Regions from separate parts of the Mus musculus genome. Here regions 2, 3, 4 and 5 are each linked to region 1. The links are chromatin contacts, called in public HiChIP or PLAC-seq and promoter capture Hi-C maps. All regions are on one chromosome and are shown on one strand. The core of a region is the stretch at or near the end of the contact, and the rest is flanking DNA. Distances in the headings are between cores, read along the strand shown.

Evidence for each region. Promoter capture Hi-C pulls out the DNA fragments that hold promoters and counts their contacts. HiChIP or PLAC-seq counts read pairs in DNA pulled down with a chosen protein or histone mark.
Region 2: a contact with region 1 is called in an H3K4me3 HiChIP or PLAC-seq map of bone marrow-derived macrophages, with 4 times the contacts expected there. The contact joins the promoter of Eya3 here to the promoter of Gpn2 in region 1. A contact is called at or near these places in 1 of 39 promoter capture datasets (pre-B cells) and 1 of 115 datasets of contacts at active chromatin or transcription factors (bone marrow-derived macrophages).
Region 3: a contact with region 1 is called in an H3K4me3 HiChIP or PLAC-seq map of bone marrow-derived macrophages, with 3 times the contacts expected there. The contact joins the promoter of Aunip here to the promoter of Gpn2 in region 1.
Region 4: a promoter capture Hi-C map of hippocampal neurons shows a contact between it and region 1, with 2.7 times the contacts expected there. The contact joins the enhancer-like site here to the promoter of Gpn2 in region 1. A contact is called at or near these places in 2 of 39 promoter capture datasets (hippocampal neurons and pre-B cells), 1 of 484 Hi-C or Micro-C datasets (palatal mesenchyme) and 2 of 115 datasets of contacts at active chromatin or transcription factors (intestinal crypt epithelium and microglia).
Region 5: an H3K4me3 HiChIP or PLAC-seq map of embryonic stem cells shows a contact between it and region 1, with 5 times the contacts expected there. The contact joins the promoter of Fgr here to the promoter of Gpn2 in region 1. A contact is called at or near these places in 2 of 115 datasets of contacts at active chromatin or transcription factors (embryonic stem cells and microglia) and 2 of 9 other capture datasets (embryonic stem cells and pancreatic islet).

What each region holds. Positions count from the first base shown.
Region 1 is chr4:133,582,423-133,586,952 of GRCm38.p6, reverse strand. Gpn2 (GPN-loop GTPase 2) reads right to left here and starts at 2,580. Exons shown (of 5, transcript NM_133884.2): 1 at 2,084-2,580; 2 at 887-1,043. The coding sequence starts at 2,494. Gpatch3 (G patch domain containing 3) reads right to left here. Exons shown (of 7, transcript NM_172876.2): 5 at 4,360-4,481; 6 at 3,844-3,971; 7 at 2,711-3,334. The coding sequence ends at 3,121.
Region 2 is chr4:132,636,441-132,640,970 of GRCm38.p6, reverse strand. Eya3 (EYA transcriptional coactivator and phosphatase 3) reads right to left here and starts at 1,925. Exons shown (of 17, transcript NM_210071.2): 1 at 1,816-1,925.
Region 3 is chr4:134,509,005-134,513,534 of GRCm38.p6, reverse strand. It overlaps Aunip (aurora kinase A and ninein interacting protein), which reads right to left and starts at 2,536. Exons shown (of 3, transcript NM_001081099.1): 1 at 2,366-2,536. The coding sequence starts at 2,443. Paqr7 (progestin and adipoQ receptor family member VII) reads right to left here. Exons shown (of 2, transcript NM_027995.3): 2 at 3,298-4,530.
Region 4 is chr4:134,305,294-134,309,823 of GRCm38.p6, reverse strand. No RefSeq gene overlaps it. Among named protein-coding and RNA genes, the nearest start is that of Trim63, 7.6 kb to the left of the region's middle. Within about 2 kb of position 2,138, at least 54 of the 459 cell types and tissues checked have an H3K27ac peak or open chromatin away from gene starts, as enhancers often do. A contact at or near this core is called in hippocampal neurons, where this site is marked.
Region 5 is chr4:132,972,300-132,976,829 of GRCm38.p6, reverse strand. Fgr (FGR proto-oncogene, Src family tyrosine kinase) reads right to left here and starts at 2,735. Exons shown (of 13, transcript NM_010208.4): 1 at 2,560-2,735.

The DNA of each region.
Region 1 (4,530 bases), core at 1,331-3,830:
TTGGTCAGAGCCCAGGGCCTTAGCACACACACTGGAAGGACTTAGGAAACGCTGGTCAAACTGAATCGCTCTTCAGTCCAGCAGCAAGGCCTCCTGGGTAAGGCACCTTCCCTTCCTGGGCCAGTTCCTTAGAGCAGGACCAGAGCAGATGCTCTAACAGCAGGCTTTTGCTCCATGCACAGTTTCCTAATAAAGAGGAAGAGTGCCCTGACAGCCACTGGGCTCCGTGGTCAGCTGCCCTCGAAGATGAGCTGACTGATGTGGCTGGCATCCTTCCATGTCCTCACCAGGCAAGGCCACTTCCACGTCATTTCCCAGCCTCCCCCTCTGCTCACCTGCTAGACATCAGCTTCCTTCCCTCTGTTCCTTTATGACTTCGGAGTTTAAAGAGCCCATGCTACTAGCACAGCAGAGAAATGATCTGGCAGAAAGATATGCTGGCCATTGCGACATGACACTACCCAACTCCCCTTGCCATGTGAGGATGCAGGGGTAAGGTGGCCACCTACTAGCCAGACCTTGCATCTACCCATGCAGGTCTTAAGACTTCCCACTCTCTAGAACATGAGGAATAAATGTCCGTTGTCTTAGGCACTGGGTTGATGGTAGTTTGATTACAACAGCCCCAACTAGGACAGCACTTTGCCTCTACTGTACAGGCCAGAACAGGTACCCAAAAGTCAGGGTGCCATGGCTCAGAGCAGTGAGCTGTGATCCACTCCCTTCAGCCAGCCACTGTACTACCACCTGTTTTAAATCCTTTAAAGCCCCATCTGTAGCTCTCATCTCTAAATCAACTGTGGCATCTAGCACAGCGCACAAAATAATGGCCAAAAGTCAGGAAGGCAGCGAGGTAGCTCCCTTCGCGCTGCAGGCAGTCTCTTACCCAGCTTCCCATAGTGTTCAATAAGGTCCATCTTGGAGAGGAGGTTGATGTGGGGCAATTCCACGTGCAGCATGGTGGCCAGGGAGGTACACAGGACGGAGATGAACTTGGCTGGGTCTGTGCAGTAGTGAGAATCCACAAGGTGGACAGCAGTCAGCTGTGAGCAGAAGGTACAGGGTGAGAGGAAGACTGACCTGGTGAGGGAGGACACTTCTGAGCCCACATCTCCCTCGAGAGCCTGGCAGCCCACGGATCCAGTGTACCCTTCCTTAGTACTGTTCTATTCCTTCCTTAGTACTGTTCTATTCCTTCCTTAGTACTGTTCTATTCCTTCCTTAGTACTGTTCTATTCCTTCCTTAGTACTGTTTTATTCCTTCCTTAGTACTGTTCTATTCCTTCCTTAGTACTGTTCTATTTCCTGTTCATGTGCCTGCTTGAGACAGGGCTTGATGGCCCAGAACTCTTTCTGCCTCCACACCACATTGCTGGGGTTACAGGCCTGAGATATTTTCCTGCCTCTTGTTCTTAATTTTTTTTTTCCAAGACAGGGTTTCTCCGTGTAGTCCTGGCTGTCCTAGAACTCACTCTGTAGACCAGGCTGGCCTCGAACTCAGAAATCAGCCTGCCTCTGCCTCCCAAATGCTGGGATTAAAGGCGTGCACCACCACCGCCAGGCAACTTAATTTAAATTTAATAACATCATGTCCTCCTCCAAGAAGATAGGGGGCAATTTTACCATTTTGTCCTTCCTACTATTCTGGGGACCAAACCCAGGGACTGTGGCCTCTGCTTGTTAGACAAGTTCTCTACCACTGAGCTAATCTCCAACACCTCTTCCAAGGTCTCTTGCACAGTTCCTGCAGTGGACAAAGGGTTCAAATCACACTGCACCTACCTCTCTACTCTTTCATCACACTTCTGAACACCAACTAACCAATCACTAAGCCACTTTCTGTGTAGTCACTTCCACTGTTTTTAAAATTGGGAACTGTCACATTCATTTTAGAGATGACAAAACTGAGTGAAAGGACTTTCCAAGACCATGAAATGAGTTGGGGCCGAGCTAAAATTCTATCTCAGAGGCTTTAGTTCTGCTTCAAACTTAACTCAGCCGCTATCTCCCAATGTAACTTGGGGGCGTGGCACCTATCCGCCTCCCGGTCTCAGGGATTCCTTCTGCCCGACCCGAGACACACCCTGAGGTCCCACTGGGCCATTTGGGAGAAGATGCTGCGTAGGGCGGTGTGGTGCGTGCAGAGCTCCACCTGGCCGGGGCAGTCGAAGAGAAAGTAGTGGCCTCGCAGGGGCTCCAGCTTGGCGCGCAGCCAGTCCAGGTTGGCTTCCAGGTACTCCATGCAGTAGAGCAGGCCACCGTTGGGCCCCAGGCGCAGCGCGTCCATCACGTCGCCCAGCCCCACCAGCTCGCCCACGTCCACCGCACACTCGTAAGGCAGTCCGTCGTTAGCGGGGTCCAGGTTCACCACCGCCACGCGCCGCCCCAGAGCGCGCAGGAACTCACTCATGCCCAGGCAGTACGTGGTCTTCCCCGAGCCCGGGGGCCCGATCACTGCCTGCCCGAAGGCCGTAGTCGGGGCGGCCCCCGCCATGGGTGGAGCTGGCAGCCCACGGGCGCCTCACCAAGTAAACTCAAGCAGAAAAACGAACAAACTACCCGGCAAGGAAGGGAAAAGTTCCGACTTCCGGATTCCGCCGGAACTTGTCTGGAGAGGAAGTCCCACCCACACGGCCACGGCATAGGCTGTGGTCACGCAACCGCACACCTCCGGTTTTAAGATTTCCCCAGGCTTCACTAAGGCAGATCTCCATGCCGGGTAAACTGGTTTATTCTCGCACCGATCCGTCTCTAGGCAGAGGGTAGACGTGGTAAGGGACCGCGACGCTCTCTGGATCAATTCTCTGGTCCCCTTTCCCAGCTTCACGGAGCTCTTCAGACAACCCTCAAACCCGACTGGACGGTGCCACAGGCAGTCCAGATCTTCACTGTTCTGGGCAAACCCAAACAAGCACTAGGGCCTGGAGACCAAGGGAAGGCCTTTAGGCACAAACACCCCAGGAGACGGAGGGGCTTTTGGTGATATCATCTTTGAGGTAGAGAAACTGGGCATGCTCAGGGCTGCTCCCAGGCTCTGGGCTGCTTCTCAGGTCCACAGGGCAAGATCCAGGCAGAGGGCTAAGTCCCTGCCGCAGAGTGATCCTGACCAAGGACATAGGCTCACTCGGGCTCAGGTCTGTCCAAGGCACAGCTAGAACCCTTCACAAAAGTCATATCTGTCCGAAACTTCATGCTGGTGGGTGGCTGGCGCCGGAGCAAGGTCTCCCCCTGGTCTTGGGGCAGAGGCTCATCATAGATGGTGGAAATGAGCCCCAAGCCAGTTCGACGGGGCCTCTTCAGTTGCCTAAATGGCTGTAACTTCTCTCCATGGTATCTGGATAAAACAGAGCTCTTGGTGAGAAGGCTGCTCTCTTCAAAGCCCAGTAAAGAGGTTAGCAAGAGACAGGAAGTAATTACTACATATCTGGTTTGTTCTATCAGAGCGGTCTCATGCTCATAGCACAAGAACCCGGGGCAAGGACACACTCACTCCTGAGCCACACCTCCAGCACCAAAGACAAAGCATTGTCTCCAAATTCTGCTCTCCAGCCTCTGGAGAGGAGTGTCAACTATCAGGGACCTGGGAATTTTCATTTCCACAACAGACTCCCTTATGAAGCCAAAACCCAGACTTGAGGAAATGACTTCCCTGAGGGCCCCGTGATCCTTTAAGTTGTAGGATTGGGTTTAAAATGAAAATAAGGACAGTGTCATCTATTTCTACACCTGCTGTGAAGCTGTTCATTTAGAGGGGCCCACACCCACCTCAAAACAATGGCAAGAGGGAAAGCAGACAGCAGCACAGCTGGACAATGGCCTAGGGAGCCCCTCAGGTGCACTCACCCCAAGCCGCGCTTGCATCTAGGATGCTGGCCATCTCCATCCAGGGCCTCAGGCACCCCGGAGCACCTGCTGCCCAGGCCCTGGCCTTCAGCCCAGCCCTGGCGCTCCATCACCTTCCGGCCGATGCCCTGCAAAGGAAGAAGCGAGAGTCCAGAGAAAGAAGTGGCTCAAGTGTGGCAGGGGTGCAGGCTCCATCACTTGGGAGATGGAGCAGAGATTTAAGTTCGAGGTCAGGCTGGGCTACATATGAGACCCTGCCTCAAAGGATGTAAGAAGAAGAGGGAATGGTTGGGAGGCAAAGGCAGGCGGATTTCTGAGTTCAAGGCCAGCCTAGTCTACAAAGTGACTTCCAGGACAGCCAGGGCTACACAGAGAAACCCTGTCTCGAAAAACCGGAAAAAAAAAAAAAGGAATGAAGGGAAGGGAAGGAAAGAAGAAGGGAGAGTGGGCATGCTCCTTGGAGCAGGAGGAATGGAGGAAGAGGGAATGGCATTGTGGTTAACCACACTCACTTACCTTGGTGTGGCGCTCAAAGGTGCCGACTTGGCCACCTAGCACAGAGCCATCTTCCTGACCCTCACGGAGTCTCCGTTCCAGGCGCATTTGGACAGAGTCACGGGCATCCTTGTCTCCTCCATCTGCAGGAACACAACCCATTCTGTAAAAGAGTCCCTGTCCCCGGGAGGA
Region 2 (4,530 bases), core at 676-3,175, 950 kb after region 1:
TTGAAGCAAGCCTGGTCTACAAAGTGAGTCTAGGACAGTCAGACAGTCAGAGGTATATAAAGAAACAAAACAAAACAAAAAACCCAACCCTGCCCACCCCAAAACTATCAAACACAGTGGAACAGACCTGTAATCCCAGAGTCTAGAAGGCCAGAGGATCACGAGTTCAATGCCATCTCCAAACTACATAGCAAATCCCAAAAGTTCCAGGTAACAGCCTAGGGTCAAAACACACCACAAAAACAGAGGGAAGGAGAGGAAGACGGTAGTGGAGGGGTGGAAAGGAACATAAAGTTCAGAAATGAAAAAAAGTTGTGCACCAACTATATATGTAAAAAAAGAAATATTCGTCAAACCTCGAGGTAAAGAAGTCAACGGAGCAGCTACGATTACTGGGGTTGTTGCTGGGAAATGAGGAGGTCAGGCTGAACAAAGGCTCCTCTTCCCAGTTTGTGTAGGTGCAGGGGAGGACAGATAAATGTTCATAGGGGCTTCCCTGGCCAGGTTAATCCTGAAAGCCAACCAGAAGGGTCTTTCTCTGTGGCATCTAGGACTAACATGGCCAAGCTCCAAAGTCCTTTGCTAAAAATAGGTGAAGGGAGTGGCCCAATTTTGGAATATGGCAGTCTATGTTCTATTCTCTTATGTGTATATGAGGGAGAACTGTGCCAAGAGGAACCAATAATAAACGCGGTTATTTGTTCTGTACATATTTAATTATTAATACTGAATTTTAGACTGATCACGCACAAAATGACGAAAAGAAAATGATGGTTGCAATGATATGCTACAAACACCCCAAAAACCGGAAGGGAGGAAAAAAAAAGAATTATCCAAATTTGTACCTCTAGATATACCTTAGATCACAAAATTTGAGAAACAGGACATTAACCATTATAAAGTCTAACCCTTTTCACATTATAGATGATTTTAAACCTCCAGAAAATGTAAGATAAGATGTCTTAAATTTTAAAATGCTAAGATCATGATTTCTAAACCATGGTAGCAACACTAGAGAAAAAGAAGTTAAAAAGAACGTTCTAAGAAACAATGTCTGGCTTATAAGGAAAATGATATTACATTGGTGAATCTTGGCAGAAAACAGCAACACCACACCACATCACAGTCGTTTAAAAGTTTAGAAACCCGGAGTCCTCTAACTTTAAATCCATGCAGAGTGAAGAACATCCGCACTTTTGCCTCAGCTGTGCACATCCATTCTCGTGGGACAGAGGACTCAAAACAGACAGGACGAAGACCTGTCAATTCAGGAGATCTCACAAGCCCGCCAGCGAGTCCGCCACCTGTTCGCTGCTGCCCAGAGAGCCCAGCAAACTGAGGCAGTGCGAGGACCTGGGGACGCCTTTGTTGTTCTCTAACTGGGGAAGCGACCTCAAGTCTAACCTCGCGCCTCCAAGCTGGAGCAGTCGGCCAGGATCTGGACTCGGAGGAAGCCCTCTCGCTCTGAAAGGGCAGGCGCAACACTCTTGTCATCTACCAGTCCCTGGAGGGGGGAAGGGTCACAGGCGAGGAGGGCTGGGGGACAGAGCCGAACCCCAACGCTCCGGGTGGAAAAACAGTGGATCGGGAAGAAGTGCTGAGAGAAGGGGGAGGCAGAGACCCGGCGCCTAGGCGAGAAGGGGCGAGGCCAGAGCGACGCCCGGGAAAAGCTCGAGGGCAGACCGGCAGGCAGGGACGAGGGGGACGGTGACGGGACCCCCTACCCAGCACGACCAAGGAGGACCTCTTCAGCCGGGACCCCGAACGCTGCACCCGAGCCACCGCGCTCACACCCTGGCGGCGGCGGGGACTCACCAGACGGCTGCAGACACTGCCCAGCACGACATGGGACGATTACGGACCCACTCTGGAACCAACAGAGTGGCGGAAACCGCGGCGTTAGCGTGACCCGGATGCGCATCCCTAGCCACCGGAAGTAGATGCGGGACCGCCTAACAATCCACACCCCGTTCCGACAGAACCCAGAGGACCAGTCAATCGTCTCGGGGCGGGGCAAGGCTTAGGTCCCGCCCACCTCGCAGACCCAGTTGCGTGATTGACTCCCTGGATCTTACGCACGAGATGACTTTCCGAGGATGCTGGTGCTGCTAAATTGCCGCCGCCTTCGTGAAAAGTACTCCCGCCCTCCCCAAAACAAAGTCAGATCAGGCTGATCTCGAACTGGGGACCCTCCTCCTTCAGCCTAGGGCTTGTGCCTCCATGCCCAGCCACCGCTCTCATCTTTGAAAGTAAGTTCTAAAAAAAAAAAATGTGTGTGATTCCTACCGTAAAGGGACGACGAAGTTGAAAAATGTTGACTGCAATTGGTCGAGTTAGAAAGACTAGGAGAGGAAAAATGGATGGGAACTTTTGAAGACACTTGAAAGGCTAACTCAAAGTGAACATTTCTATCCGAAAATTTAGTTTATACCTAGTATTATATTACACTTGCAGCTGCCTTCATTTTGTGCAAATTGTTTTCAGGAACATTTTGTTGTTTTTGTTTTTGTTTTTGTTTTGGTGTGTGTGGGGGTGGTTTTTTGTTGTTGTTTTTCCAAGAAAAGTTTTTCTCTATGGACCTTGGCCTAGAATTCCCTCTAAAGATCAGACTGGGCTCGAAATCAAGAGATCCACCTTCTTAGCTCAGAAACATTTTTTAATGCTTCATTAATTCTAAAATACAACTCAAGTGTGGACGAGGAATGGAGTTGAAGACAGGCTTTGTATAGTTGTCAGTGTATTCAATTCCATTCATGTTTGAAGGGAAAGACCCTCAAGAAAAAAAGACCCAGGCTGGTGAGATGGCTCAGTGGGTAAGAGCACCGGACCGCTTTTCCGAAGGTCCAAAGTTCAAATCCCAGCAACCACATGGTGGCTCACAACCACCCGTAATGAGATCTGACTCCCTCTTCTGGAGTGTCTGAAGACAGCTACAGTGTACTTACATATAATAAATAAATAAATCTTTAAAAAAAAGAAAAAAAGACCCAGAATTACAAATATTAGATTAACCCACAAAGTTTAAAAAACAAAAACCTAGCTTTTCAATACAAATAAAAATAAAAGATTTTTATTAACTGCTTCTATTTCAACAATTTTCTAAGCAACTACTTTTTGGGGAGCGAGCATCTTAACTGCTCTTTCTCACACATCACACCTACTTAGCACAATCAGTAGATGCTGTCTTCAAAGTCTTTGCAGAATCGGACCATTTTCCACCTGTGTTGGTATGAACCACAGTCAGTATGTAATTCTGAGGGTCCCATTCATGTTTGCTACCCTATACTCAATACAGAAGAGAGCCTCCCGTGAAAGCCTTAATCAGATCGTGTGCTTCTTCCAATGGCTCTGTCTCAGTGTGAACACTAAAATCCTTACATCACCTACAGGACTCAGAAGACTTTACTCTTCGAGTAGAACTCTAACCTACTTTGTCCTACCTTCCTTCCACTTACAACAGACTGGCCTCTGCTGTTCTCCCAGCCTGCAGGCAGGCTCTGGTGCTGTCTGCTTTCTACTCCCTCTACCTAGAGTACTTTTCCCTGAGACAGCTCTTTCTTTCACCTTGTCACCCCCTTTACATCTTCGAATGAGCCTTCTCACTGAGACCGCCTCTGACGCCTCTGATGCTGTGCTAGAACAGGAGCGATTGTCTCCCTTGTACTTTCCTACCCCCTGATAATTGTTCTCATGACGTTTGTCCAATCAGTTTCTTGGGGGGTTGGCGTACGGTCTCCCCACCAGAATATAAGTTCTGCAAGGGCTTGGATTTGGGTTTGGAGGAGTGGTTGATTGGTTGGTTAGTTGGGATTTTGTTTTTTGGTTTTTTGGTTTTTTTTTTTTGGTTTGGTTTTTGTTTTGTGTTTTTGAGATAAGGTCTCTTGTGTCCCAACTAGATTTGTGGTTGAGAATGGATTTGAACTCCTGATTCCTCTGCTTTCTTCTCTCAGGTACTAGAATCACAGGTGTGAGTCTGTGCCCTACTGGCATGTTTTTTTTTTTTTTTTTTTTGGGGGGGTGTATTTTAGCAATGTTTAGCAATATGTTACTATGTAACATATGTTACATAGTAAACAGTCAATTCATGAAAGCATAGATTAATTGCTCATTGGTTTGTTTTTTGTTTGTTTTTTTTTTTTTTTGACTGACATGAACCACCAGCTCCACCAGAGGGAGCCCACAAACAATGTGATGTCCCCAGACACTCTTCCCAAAGTACACACTGGACATACACATCAATCCTATGCTTATTAGCAATTACAAAACAACGCTCTAGGGCCGACAGGATGCCTCAGCAGGTAAAGATACTTGCCTCCATACTCGGTGGCCTGGTTTCAATCCCTAAGACCCACATGGCGGGAGTAAATAACCAGTTTCTGCAAGCTGTTCTCCCTATCCCCTCTCCCCCATACAAGCTGTACTTAGACTCATACACATATACATGGGTAAATCGATAATGTAAAAAAAAGTCTGTTTTTGTAGTATATATATAGACATATGTACATATATGTATACAGTTTTACTATGTAG
Region 3 (4,530 bases), core at 1,287-3,786, 930 kb before region 1:
TCTATACATGTCCCTGAATTACAAAGGCATGAAGGCAACTCTAGGAAAACCCGATTCACGAGGCAAGAATTAAAAACCCAAGCTTCAGGCTGGAGCCATGGCTCAGTGGTTAAGAAAGCTTGCTGCCCATATAGAGGAGCCAAGTTCAGTTCCCAGTGTGGGACCCCGACTTAGAGCGTTTCTCCCTGGAAGGTAAAGCCCCTAAATGTTCCCCAAGCTTGTTTTCCCTGATCTCTAAAAACACAGCCAGAAAGAAGCTCTTTGTTCTCTATAGCCAGCAAAAAGCCTTTTTGTTTCTATACTTTACAACCAGAGATGCCTGCCTTCCTGTGCGGAGGACTCGGGAGATAAAAATTCAGAAAGAACTCACTCCCCACTCCTGCCTTGTAAATTTCACCAAGGACACCCGGAAGAGAAGAACTCCTCCCAACTCCTCCCAACTCCTCCCAACTCCTCAGCTAGTTGTTAAAAGCCCCCTGCTGTCCGCTCCGGTGCCCTGCACAGCGTTGGGACTTCGTCCTCAGCTAGCTGATGATAAAACCTCTTGCGGTTTGCCTCGGGTGTGGTTTTCTCTCGGTCACTGGGGTGCTGGCCAGCTCATCCCGGGACTTGAGCGGAGGTCCAGCATGGGGGTCTTACACCAGTGCTCGTATCACACAGCTCACAAGTGCGTGCAACTACTGCCCCCTCCAAAGTCACCGACACAGACATCCGTGGGGACAGGGTAGGTGGGGACAGCCTGGAGAGACAGCTTAGTGGTTAAGAGCGCACAGGACTCTTCCTGAGGACCCGAGTTCGATTCCCAGCACCATATCAGGTGGCTTACCACTACCTGTAACCCCAGCTTCAGGGAGGGTCTCTCACACCTCTGACCTCCGTGGGCACCTGTACTCCTGTACATATCACACACACACAATGATATCATTAAAATAATTTAAAAAACCTAAATATACACAAATTGCCAGTGTATAGCATGCAACTATTTGTAAATAGGAAAAAGATGCATTTGTGTGTGTGTGTGTGTGTGTGTGTTAATTACAGGCAAAGCCAGGAGTATATCTCACAGACTATATGTTTACATTTCAGAACACATCGATTTATTACCTATTCCGAAAATGTTCTTTTTTTTGGTTTGGTTTTTTTGTTTGTTTGTTTGTTTGTTTGTTTGTTTTTGTTGTTCTCGAGACAGGGTTTCTCTGTATAGCTCTGGCTGTCCTGGAACTCACTTTGTAGACCAGGCTGACCTCAAACTCAGAAATCTGCCTGCCTCTGCCTCCCGAGTGCTGGGATTAAAGGCGTGCGACACCACGCCCGGCTCCAAAAATGTTAAGAGGAAAAAAATGTGAAAGTTTGTTACCCTCAAAAAATTACTTCAGCCAGGCAATGGTGGCCTTTAATCTCAGCACTTGGGAAGCAGAAGCAGGTGGCTCTCTGAGCTCAGGGACAGCCAGGACTACACAGAGAAACGCTGTCCCCGGGGAAGAAAATGACTTCGGTTGTAAGATGACTTTAAGAATCCTCAATTTTTCAGTCGGGTGTGGTTGCACACGCTGATCGTAGCACTAGGGAAGCAAAGAGGTGGATCTCTGAGCTCAAGGCCAGCCAGCTCTACACAGTGAGTTCCAGAATAGCCAGTTACATAACAGAAAAAAAACCCTGGCTCAAAACAAAACAAAAACCAAGAATCTCCAATTTTTCATCAGCAAAAAATGGTTAACAGCTGCTCTTTAGACTGCTAATCATACTATTTAAATCTCAGATCTCCACCTGTTCCATTCAATCTGCTTTAATAGTCTCAAATCAACAGCAATCTTTCTAAACTCCAAAAGTCACATTTCTCTTGAAACTACTTATGGGGACATATCATGTTCTGCCTAGGTAATTGGACTGATACTAGCATATAGCTGGACCAAACAAGGTAATATTACTTAAAACCCTAAACACAACGGCCAGCATAAGATGCTAAACAAGCAATTGTCTAACACTTGTTGGTAATAAGCGAACTGGGGGAACCTGGATTACTCAACCCTCTTTCACTAGTGAAAAAAAAAAAGATTAATGACACAGCCAACGCATATTAAACGCCCAATTAGTCTCCAGCACCCCAGGGATGCTCATTTAATGTTGGGCCAGATCCCCGATCTGATCTGCATTTTCCATGTTGCTGGTTCTGGCAAACTGGGTAGACCGCACCCTGTAGGTGACCAGTCGTGGAGCCCTTCCCAGCATGCCACAGGACGCCTGAGGCGCCAGTTCAAAGGCCTCACGCTGCCAGTCGCCCCGAATCCCGTCCTCCCTTTATGCCGACCCCCTCCCTTCAGGCGTCCCCCAAAGCCCGCGTATCGCCTCAATATTGGCGTCCCACCTGCATCTTCCGCCTCTTCAGCGCCGCCGCGTCCAACCACACACCACACGCCTCCTCCTCGGGCCCTCTATGCCTCATGGCGGCCGCGCACCGCGCACCACTGCAGCCGGCGTTAGCGCCAACCCGCGTTCAGATCTCCCGCCACTGCAGGAGGCAGGGCTCTGCCCGGCCGTAATGACGTAAGCCCCGCCCCTAACCACGCCCAGTGCGCTAAGGAAGCCGGGCGGTTCCCGGGAGCTCTTCCTGCTTTGCTCTTCATTCCTGTGTGGACTCTGCACCCTCTGCATGTGTAGGTCACTACCAAGTTTGGTTTGGCAGGACTGCACTTTTTTTCAGAAATATATATATGAATACATATTATAATATGTAATATGTATCCACATATATAATATGTACTCATATAATTTGTGACTATACTATATAAGTATTATAGAATACATGATAAAATAAAATACATGCATATACTCTATAAGTGAGTGTATATTAATATATTGTGTTGATATATTTATGTAAATATATTTATGCATAATTTTTAAGAATTATGTTGGGGGGTGTCTGTAGGCATGCGCGCATGAGCATAGGTGTAAATGGAGGACAGAAGAGTAGGATTCCGAGGATGGAGCTAGAGTATAGGCTCTTCTGAGTCACCATATAGGAGCTAGGAATCAAATCAGGGTCCTCTGCAAGAGCAACCAGTGCTCTTAACCGCTGAGCCATCTCTCCAGTCTCAGACTGCACAGTTTTACTCCAGAGCCTCCCCTCCTGGAGCAGTGGAGCCAGGTTCTAGACCCCACTCTAAACCCTTTTGTCCCTGGCTGACCCAGTGGTTGGTTACCCGACACTAGGGGTTGCCACTAATTGGCATGTAAGAGTAACTGAGCCAATACATGGAAGATCTTTGAAAACATGAAATAAAAAATCGAATCAAGGAATTGGGTGGTGGAACCACAGGCCTTTAATCCCAGCAGAGGCAGGTGGATTTCTGTGAGTTACAAAACAAACCTGGTGTACAGAGCAAGTTCCAGGACAGAGAAACACTGTTTCAAAAAAAAAAACAAAAGAAACAAAATTGGAATCCAGGGATGAGGCTGTAACTTCATTTGTTAGAGTGCTTGTCTAGCAGGCATGGGAGGCTTAAATGCAAACACTTGAGAGACAGAGGCAGGCAGATCTCTGTCAGTTCAAAGCAGAACTAAAAGAAAGTTTGTAATTATTATTTAGAGTTACAGGAGATTGTGAGCCACCCAATATGTGTGCTGGAAATCAAACTCAGATCTCCTGGAAGGGCAGGACACACTCTTAACCAGTGAGCCCTCTCTCCAGCCCTGGGTGAATATTTCTTGTAACTTTTCGTATGTCTGGTTTTATATAAATTTTATATATGAATTTCATATGTATTACACGAAAACCCTTAGAATATATTATAAGTGGCGGGACATGTCCTATCTGTTTCCTTATTCATCTGCAGTTCTGGGGACTGAATGAAGTGTCTCATGCAAGGCTCTTCATGAGCAGTTCCCAGTCCTTTCTTTACTTCCAGACAGAATCTCTCTGTTTCCCAGGCTGGCAATCTGGCCGATCTTTAATCCCTCAAAATGCCAGATAGGAATATAATTACACACATGCGCACACACACACACACACACACACACACACACACTGCATTCCCAACAACAGTTCTGTGAGACCCCAACTTAAAGTGTTTCTCCCTGGAAGGTAAAGCCCCTAAATGTTCCCCAAGCTTGTTTTCCCTGATCTCTAAAAACACAGCCAGAAAGAAGCTCTTTGTTCTCTATAGCCAGCAAAAAGCCTTTTTGTTTCTATACTTTACAACCAGAGATGCCTGCCTTCCTGTGCGGAGGACTCGGGAGATAAAAATTCAGAAAGAACTCACTCCCCACTCCTGCCTTGTAAATTTCACCAAGGACACCTGGAAGAGAACTCTCTTCCCAACTCCTCCCAACTCTTCCCAACTCCTCCCAACTCCTCAGCTAGCTGTTAAAAGCCCTCTACTGTCACTGCTCTGGGTGGAACTCCCCTGCCCTTCTAGGTGCCAGGGGTTCGTCCTCAGCTAGCTGATAATAAAACCTCTTGCAATTTGCATCAGGTGGGTTATCTCTTGGGACGTTGGGGTGTTGGCCAGCTCATCCCGGGACTTGAGCAGA
Region 4 (4,530 bases), core at 889-3,388, 720 kb before region 1:
TGAAGTGTGAGGTGTGGTGCAGCCACACCCCAGGTCCCTGAGAGCCATGAAGGGGCCACTAAGGACCAAGGCACTGAGGACAAGTCCTTTAGGGCAACACTTCTGTCACCTCGGGCAGGGTAGCCAACCTCTCCGTGTGTCAGGCTGCTGACCTGTGAAATGGCAGTTGGGTAGAGCAGAGATCTCTCTGAGCCAAGAGTCCAGACTTCATGGTGACTAGCCTTCTAGCCTTCTCCAGCACAAAGAGGGAGCCTATCTATGTCTGATCCATGATGGTTCTTCACAAAATGTATCATCCTGGGCAGGGCTGGCTACCATGTGCTCGGTGGACCTTGCTGGTCTAGAGATATGTTTGTGTGTTTGTTCACTGAGAATACGTCTCATCCCAGACTGGCTTTGAGCTCAGTGTGTGGCTGAGGATACCCTTAAACTCCTGATTCTCCGGCCTTCACTCCTGCCTGTTGAGATCATAGGTGTGTACCATTGCATCTGGCCTACTGTGGTTCTGAGGATGGAGCCCAGGGCTTCACAGATGCTGGGCAAGCACCCTACCAATTGAGCTACACCCGGTCTCAATATGTAAGCGCGACTGACCAGGAACTTGCAGTATAACCCAGGCTGATCTTCGATTCACACCGATTCTCCTGCCACAGCCTCTGGAGGTCTGAGATTTCCTGTGTGAGCCGCCACACCTGCTGGCTTCACCTCTTTTTGAGGTGAGGTCTCTATACACAGCCCAGGCTGGCACTTGTGTCCGCCCACCTCAGCTTCCACTGCTCACCCTACAACCTCCGTCTATAGATTGTCTTTTGCTGCCTTTCAAGTTATCCCCAAATTTAACTTTAAACCATAATAGAACACTGATTTTCACAGTTTTGGTGGATCACATTAGTCAAGAGTTGGTGTTTCTGGCTCAGGGCCTCTAAGAGTCTGTGGTAAAGACGTTGACTGGACTACAGGCCAGTTTATCCGAGCTAGGGGAGTCACTTTCAGAGTTTACAAGCTGTAGCCCTTAGCTCATGTACCTGTCTACAGATCCCCTGGTCACCCCTAAACCATGGCTCAAAGCAAGTGACAATGGCAGTGCCTTTTGTGAGGTGGCCTGGAAGTTACATACTATCTGAATTTTAAATTAATTTTTACTTATTTAGTTTGCACGTATGTGCATAAGTGTGTGGAGGTCCAAGGACAACCCACAAAAATCAGTTTCTCCCCCTCCACCGTGTGGGGCCAGGAATAGAACTCAGGTCAGACTCAGTGGCGAGTCTCTATAGGCAGATCCTCTCACTGTGACTGAATTCTACTGGGCTCACAGCCCGAGCCTGAAGCTCAGTGAAAGGGGCTTGCACAAGGGCGTGGACAAAAGGAAGCAAGATGCGGAGGGAGCTGCTGAGGGCTTTCCAGGAGGCTGTCCTAAGCATTTTATAGGTACTGATATATTAGTTCATGAGGTTCATTCCAGATCCATCCCCATTAAACAGATAAGGAAAGTGCGTCATATGCTCGCACACTGGGTAATAAGTCCAATGTTAGGTTCCCGGAAAATTGCAAAGAGCTGGAAGCTTGAATTGCCCCCAAATTCACAGCCATAACCGGGAGTGGGGTGCATAGAGATGAGGTCTCCCTTCCATATGAAATTCAAGGCCAACCTGGGATACATATGGGACACATGTCTTTTAAAAAATTAAATAATAAAAATGGTAGCGGGGACCATAAGAGAAGGTTCCCTTCTTCCTTCACTCACACAGCGAGGGTGATAGACATGAGCACCCAGCAAGGGACTCCCAGGCTCCAGAATGGTGAGAAATCCATTTCTAGTGTTGAATTCTGCTGGTGTTGCTATGGCAGCCCAAGTAGATAATTGCATTTTTAACTCGTGTGTGTGTGTGTGTGTGTGTGTGTGTGTGTGTGTGTGTGTGTGTGTGTGTGTGTGACAGAGACAAGAGACACAGAGGCTCACAAAATGTTCACACAAGCTTGAGTTTAAGGGACACTCACTTCCTCTTCTGCCCTGGGCATACTGGCTGGCTCCCACATTTCCCGGTAGGCACCCCGAGCTCCCCAGAAGGACCCGGAAAGACTTGGAGGAAGTGAGCCGGGCACATCGCCAGCCAGTGGCTCTCTGCTGCCCCTGCCGCCCTGGTGAGCCAGTCTTGGGAGTCCAGCTGTTGCTGTGCCCCACCCCCTCCAGCTGGAACCCAGGGCTTGCCACACACAGCTTCCAAATCACAAACAAGGGCGGGGGTGGGGGTGGGGCAGACTATATTTAAACCTGCGGTTGCTCCATAAACAAGACTAAAAGACAAGTAACACACTAAGGGGCAAAAACACCAGAGACCTGTGTACAGATGGAGTGTCAGCGCGTGAGGAGGTCAAAGGGTAAGAGAGAGGGCAAAGGGCACACAGAGGTGGTTCACAGCACACGGGTGCACTGAGCCCCCAACAAAGACAGAGGCAGCGTGCTTATCTGCATTTAACTTAACATCAAAGGCATAATAAAGTCAGATTTTCTTCTATAAAACTAGACAAACAAATATTAACGATTGGCCCCTCTTGAGACCTTGGGAAATGCAATTTGATAAAAATCACAATGTAAACTATTCATGCAGGGCTGGAGAGGTGGCTCAGTGGTTAAGAGCACTGGCTGCTCTTGCAGGGGACAGGGATTTGACTCCCAGCTGCCACAGGGAACTCATAAGTGTCTGTAACTCCTGGGGGGGGGGGATCCAACAGCTTCGCTGGCCTCCTTTGGGCACTGTATGTACATGGTACACAGATACACATGTAGGTAAAACACTCATACACATAAAATAACAAAAATGTAAATAAGTTCATACATGACACTCAGCTATTGTGCTCTGAGGAACCAGGTTTATGAAACCATCAGGAGACATATAATAGATATGTTTCGACTGTGCACATGTAAAGATTTTTTTTTGAGGCAGGTAGTTGATATATAACCCAGGCTAGCCCCACACTTGGGGCAATCTTCCTGCCTTAGCCTTCCAGAGTGCTAATTACAGACTTGAGTCATGATACATGGCTTGCTTGCAAGGTGTGTGTGTGTGTGTGTGTGTGTGTGTGTGTGTGTGTGTATGTGTGTGTGTGTGTGTGACAGACAGACAGACAGACATTGGACCTTAAAATCCCAGATGTGACCATCACTGGGAGAAACATATAATCGGTGGTCACAGTGGGGAAACCACAGGAGATCAGAATGAAGGAGTGTTGTTGCTTTTAATGTAGACGAATCTCTTCAACAGTGCTGAGCCGAAGGGTGGAGCTTATAGTCTTGTTTCTATAACACTCAAAGCAGGCAGAATAACCTAAGCTGCTACAAGCCAGAGCAGCAGGGCCTGGGGCTGTGGCTCCAATAATAGAGTGCTGGTCTCCAATATCCAGGGCCTTGGGGTTTGGAGAATTTTCTCAGGGAAGGAGTAACCAGAGGACATCCAGTAATGTTTGCCCTGTTCCTTCTAAAAGTCCCAATGATAAATCAGAGTTCAGTTCCCCCAAAGTCTCACACACACACACAGACAGATATACACAGACACACAAACACACATAGAGACACACATACAGACACACAGACAGACAGACACAGACACACAAGCACACACAGAGACGCACAGACACACACACACAGACACACACACACACTGCTCCCCAGGGAAACAATGAGTTTATTGAGTTTCTTTGCACAGCATAGGTCTTCACTGAGAAGTCTTTCCCCAGAATAGATAGATGATGGCTTCTTCACAGCTGTACCATGAAGCCCTCTTCCCTCCGTCCTGCACTTGCCCATAGACTGCAGCCCCTCCCAAGATCCAGAGGCGGTGTGTACTCAGGGCAGAATCCGGGAATGTCCAGGTATTGAGGTGAAGGGCCCTGCCCACTCCTTCTAAGACTGAACCTTGACAGTTGACCAGCCTAGCTGAGATGATCTTTTGCAAACAGACACAGGTAGCGGGTGTTTGGATCAGAGGACAGTGCTTTCCAAATACCTGGCTTCAGCCCCCAGCACCAGACAAAACTGAGAGTGCTGGTGCACATTAATAATCCATGTTTTAAGGAGGTAAAAGTAGGAGGATCAGAAGTTCAAGACCAGCCTCAGCTACAGAACAAATCTGAGGTCAAACACCTGGGCTATGAGAGCCTGTCGAAAGAAAGAAAGAAAGAAAGAAAGAAAGAAAGAAAGAAAGAAAGAAAGAAAGAAAGAAAGGAAGGAAGGAAGGAAGGAAGGAAGGAAGGAAGGAAGGAAGGAAGGAAGGAAGGAAGGAAGGAAGGAAGGAAGAAAGAAAGGAAGGAAGGAAGGAAGAAAGGAGTCAGGTCGGGCATGTTGTGTCTCAGGTATGTGATCTCAACAGTCGGGAGGCAGAGGCAGGAGGATATCTGTGAGTTTAAGGCTAGCCTTGCCCACATAGCAAGTTCAGGTCAACCCAGAGCAACAAAGTCCCAAACAACCAAAAGTCAGAACGGCAGTGGTTGTGACCCTTGGAGGGGCCTAGGAGGAAGCATGGACGGCCCTGA
Region 5 (4,530 bases), core at 1,486-3,985, 610 kb after region 1:
AGCACTGATACCTCCTTCTCCCTCACAGAGGCTCTCATGGCTCACTAACTTCCTCTCATTTTACACCATCCTTTTTTGAGAGTCACAGCTGGTCCAGTCCTGACACCATCTTTGTACTATCCTAGCTCTTCCCCCGACACGGTCCTTAAGGTGTCAGCTGAGTTTCCCCCATTTGTGGTGGGTAAAACTGGGTCTATCTGGCCTGACACAGCAGTCTGAACCTTAAATCCCAGCACTTGGGAGACAGAGGTAGGTGGATCTTTGTGAGTTTGAGACCATCCTGGTCTGTACAATGAGTCCCAGGCTAACCGGAGTTACACAGTGAGACCCGGTCTTAAAAAGACAGAGCCTCATGATGGTGATGGTGGTGCATGCCTTTAATCCCAACACTCAAGAGGCAGAGGCAGGCGGATCTCTGTGAGTTTTGAGATCAACCTGGTCTACAGAGTTCCAGGGTAGCCAAGGTTACACAGAGAAACCCTGCCTCGAATATCCAGGAAGAGAGAGAGAGAGAGAGAGAGAGAGAGAGAGAGAGAGACCCCTGCTGTCTGTGGTGGCCCAAGCCTTTAATCTCATCCCTTAGTCTTGAGGGAGTGGGATGGGGCAGTCTGCTTTCCTTACCATCGGCTGACCCAATGTGCTGTGTGGAAGAGACTTGGCTCTTCCTTCCTCATCTCTGTCTTCCCTGTCCCTTACCCAGCCTGTCAGGGCTGGTTACGTCCCTTGTCACTTCAACCTTAGGTAGCTTCCGAGCAGCCCCCACCCCCCACCCCCAATAACCACACAAAAGCAAGCACCCAGGCGTGAACACATTCACTTCAAGCCCACAGCACACTGGGGAGCACCCTCACACAATCTCACTCACAGCTTCAAGCCTGCTGGGGAGCAGGAGCTGATATAGGCAGGAGCCCCCCTCCACCTCCCCCTCTCTTGGGTCCACACAGCTTGGCTACCCCCTCCACCTTCCCACTACAAATGGAAGGATGCTCATTGCATCCAATTCTAGACTACAAAAGGCTTGCTTGTAGGGTGGCCACCTGGAGAGTGGGGTACAGATGCGAACCCTGCTAACCTTCTTGGAATGGGCCCTAGTAAACGTGACATTTAGTAGATGCCAACTGTGTGCTGGTTCTCAGAGGCCCTGTCAGCGAAGCTTTCTGGTCCTCCATGCTTTGAGAAGGCAAAGAACTGTGTAGAGCCAGCTGGCCTGGATCTGATAGAACTTCATCTGCCTTCTCCTCCATTCTCCCCTCTCCTCCCCGCCCCACCCCTTCCCATTCTATTTCTGTTTCCCCCACCCCACCTGTCTTTCTGCTTATATCGCTCAAGGTGGTCTTGAACTCGTGACAACCTCCCTACCTCTGTTTGCTGGATGCAAGGATTATTATAGGCATGAGCCACTAGGCACAGCTTTGGTATGGGGAGGGCTAGTTTCTTCCCCAAAGTTCCAATGAGAAAAGCAAAAGTCCAGAGAAAGCTAGCTCTCCTTGAGGTCTGCATAGCAATTAAAGGCCCATTCTTGCTAAGAGAACATGTCTCTGAGGCAGGAGACCCCTGAACACCAAGCGGCACCCTCTCACTCCCTCTGTGGTGCAACACACCCGGATCAAGGACCAAAAATGGGGACGAAGGCAGGGACCAAAGTTGGCTGCCAGCCTTGAGCCTGCAGCGGCCCAAAGCCAACTGGCCTCACTGCCCTGTGTTGCCATGGAAACAGCCCCTGCGGGCATTGGCGGTCAAAAGCAGGATTTCCGTCGGGGCTGCCAGCAATTCCCGGATCCCGACAGGGACGCAAACCTTGACCGCCACTGCGGATAGGGAAAAGCACCCAGGGAGGTCTGATGCCCCAGGGTGAGGTCTTCCCCAGGAAACCCAGATCCACGCCTCCAGCTGCTGGAAGGAATCCCCAGGGTGTCTGGAACCCGCTGCCCCACTGATGTAGCTAGAGGGTCTGGGGGGAGTTTGCAGACTCCCCGCTTCCCTCTGAGGAATCCAGATAGCCGGCCTCTGAGACCCCAGAACTGCACTCTGGACTCCGAGTTCTGCAGAAGTCACTCTCCTAGACCCCCTTCTCGGGAACTCGCGACCGATTTCCTCAGTATCCCCTCCCCCTTTCCAGTTTCCCCACCTACTACCCCTCTCTCATACCCCCTCAGCTTCTTTCCTTTTTCTCCTCCTGAAAGCCTCTCAGGGCTCTCCCTAGACGCTTTTGGGGGATCCCACAGTGCCTTCCTGTACTTTCAGCCCTCTCCCCAAATTTTATCAAATTTACAACACAGTTTCCCTCTCTTTCCCCATTTAGACTTTTAGGGGGAATTTTTGGTCTGCCTTCGCCGTACTGCCTCGGCCTTCTCCTAGGTTTTTATCAGCCTTTTCCAGCTTTCCTTAGTTTTCCTTCTTCATTTCCTTTCTGAATGGGATCCCCACCCCCATCTCCCGCTTTCAACTTGCTCAGCTCTCAAAGTTCAGGTTTACCCCCAAATCTTCCCTCCAAGGTGAGGACGGTTAGGGGCGGGGCAACATTTGCCCTACCAGCCCCCACCGGGTTTGGCCGCCTACCTGGTCTCAAGGGAGCCAGCTGCGGGTGACTCGATCTGGGGCGAGCCAACCCTAACTTCCAGCAACCAGGAGAGGCGATGTGGGGGGTAAAGTGAGGTGCTACCCGCCTCTGCCCCTACTACCTACTCTGGGGAGGGAGGAGGAAGCCGTCTCGGACTTCTCTTATTTTGGTGACTGCGGAGGAGGAGGCGGCAGCCAGAGAAGTCGAAGTCACGCCTCAGCCCCTAGACTGCTGCCCAAAGCCAGGAGGGGCCCCCAGATCCAAAGTCCGCTGGCTCCCACTTCCCGCTGTGGATGGGCTCTCCCAGCGCTGTCCCTGCGCCCCAGCTCCTTCCCAAAGGTTCCGGCCAAAGGGACCTGTCCCTTTAGTTACTAGAGTGGGATACCAAGGGGGTGGGGGGTTGGCCATCCCAAAGGCTCCCACTCCCCACTCATCTCCTAGGTAGGAAAACACAGAGCCAGGTCAGGATAACTTGGCCCAAGTTCACATAGCCTGTAGCCTTTACACTACTGTCACTACATTTGCCAGGGATCTTTTGCCTGTCACTTATACCCTGCCGCCTCATCTTTAGGAACTGGGCGGTGGAGATAAGGCCCTTGCCTTTGGGTACCTGTTTTTCACAACAATCAGCTCCCATCAGGCTACTGCCACACACAAGTTTTAGAGAAGCTGAGGAGAATCCTTAATCAATCACAGTGTCTCTAGGAGAGCCCTCCCTATACTCCCCCAGCCCGATACCCACCCTCCCTTTAAAACCAAGAGTTATTACCAGTATTACCTCTCTAAAACCAAGGTGCACTGAGACCCAGGAAATCCCCCTGCCTGGGGAGGGAGAGCTAGGGTTGAATTGGAAATGTTTGTGGGAGGGTGAGGGCTTAAGGCATGGAAGATTCAAGTGGGTGTCCCCGGGGCTATACTGATGATAGGCGATGACGATGCGTGACTGGGTTTAGAATCAACAGCTCGGACACATTATGCAGTCAGGTGTGCTTCTGTGTACAGACAGGGGTGTAGGGGGCTGTGTGTGAGCGCCCTAAAGTACAAGTTCAGGAGGATCATGGTGACACACACGGTGTCAGCAAGTGATGGATGCAGATAGGAATGCTTCTCTCAATGAGCCATGGCAAACACCTTTAACTCCAGCACTTGGGAGGCTGAGGCAAGCAGATCTTTGTTGAGTTTGAGGCCAGCCTGGTCTATGGAGTGAGTTCCAAAACAACCAAGGCTACACAAAGAAACTCTGTCTCAAAAAACCAAATAAAAGTGCTTCTCTCTTAGGAAAATATGAAGTGGGTGTAGGAGGAAGAAAGGAAATGTAGTGGAGGTTCAGGGACTGTGGGAGGGTGGCTTTACCCTGCCTGGATAGCACTGCCACCATTATAGAGCATCCTCTAAGTTGGCCTTGGCCATTGATCCATGTGTGCAATTAACAAATAAATGTATATCGTGGCCAATGGGAGCCCAGCCATAGGGAGCCCAGATACAAAAGGAACAGCCGCACCAGCTGCACTCCCAGCTACTCAAGAGGATGCTTGAGCCCTGTGGATTGGAGGACAGCCAAAGAGGAGTAGTGATTCTCTACCTGAGAGGAGGGAGGAAGGGAAGAGGAGGAGGAGGAGGAGGGGGAGGCAGAGGAAGGCAGGGAGATAGGACAGGAGAAGGCAGAGATTAGAGGAGATGGGAAGAGAAGACAGAAGAGGAGAGAGGAAAAGAGGAAGGAAGAAAAAACAGGAGGGAAAAGAGAGAAGCAAGGGAGAGAGGGAGGGAATAAGGGAGAGACAGAAGGACATACACTGATCTTGGAGGAATTGCTCTGTAATTCTTCTTCTAAGTCCAGCTCCTGGGTGGCTCCCTAGGGGCCTTCCCCAGTGTTCACACACTTTCCAGCAGAGCCCTCACCTGCTCTTGCCTGGAGCACTCTTCTTCTGGTCTGAAACCGGCTCCTTCCGGTTGGTTACTATGTTTGCTCC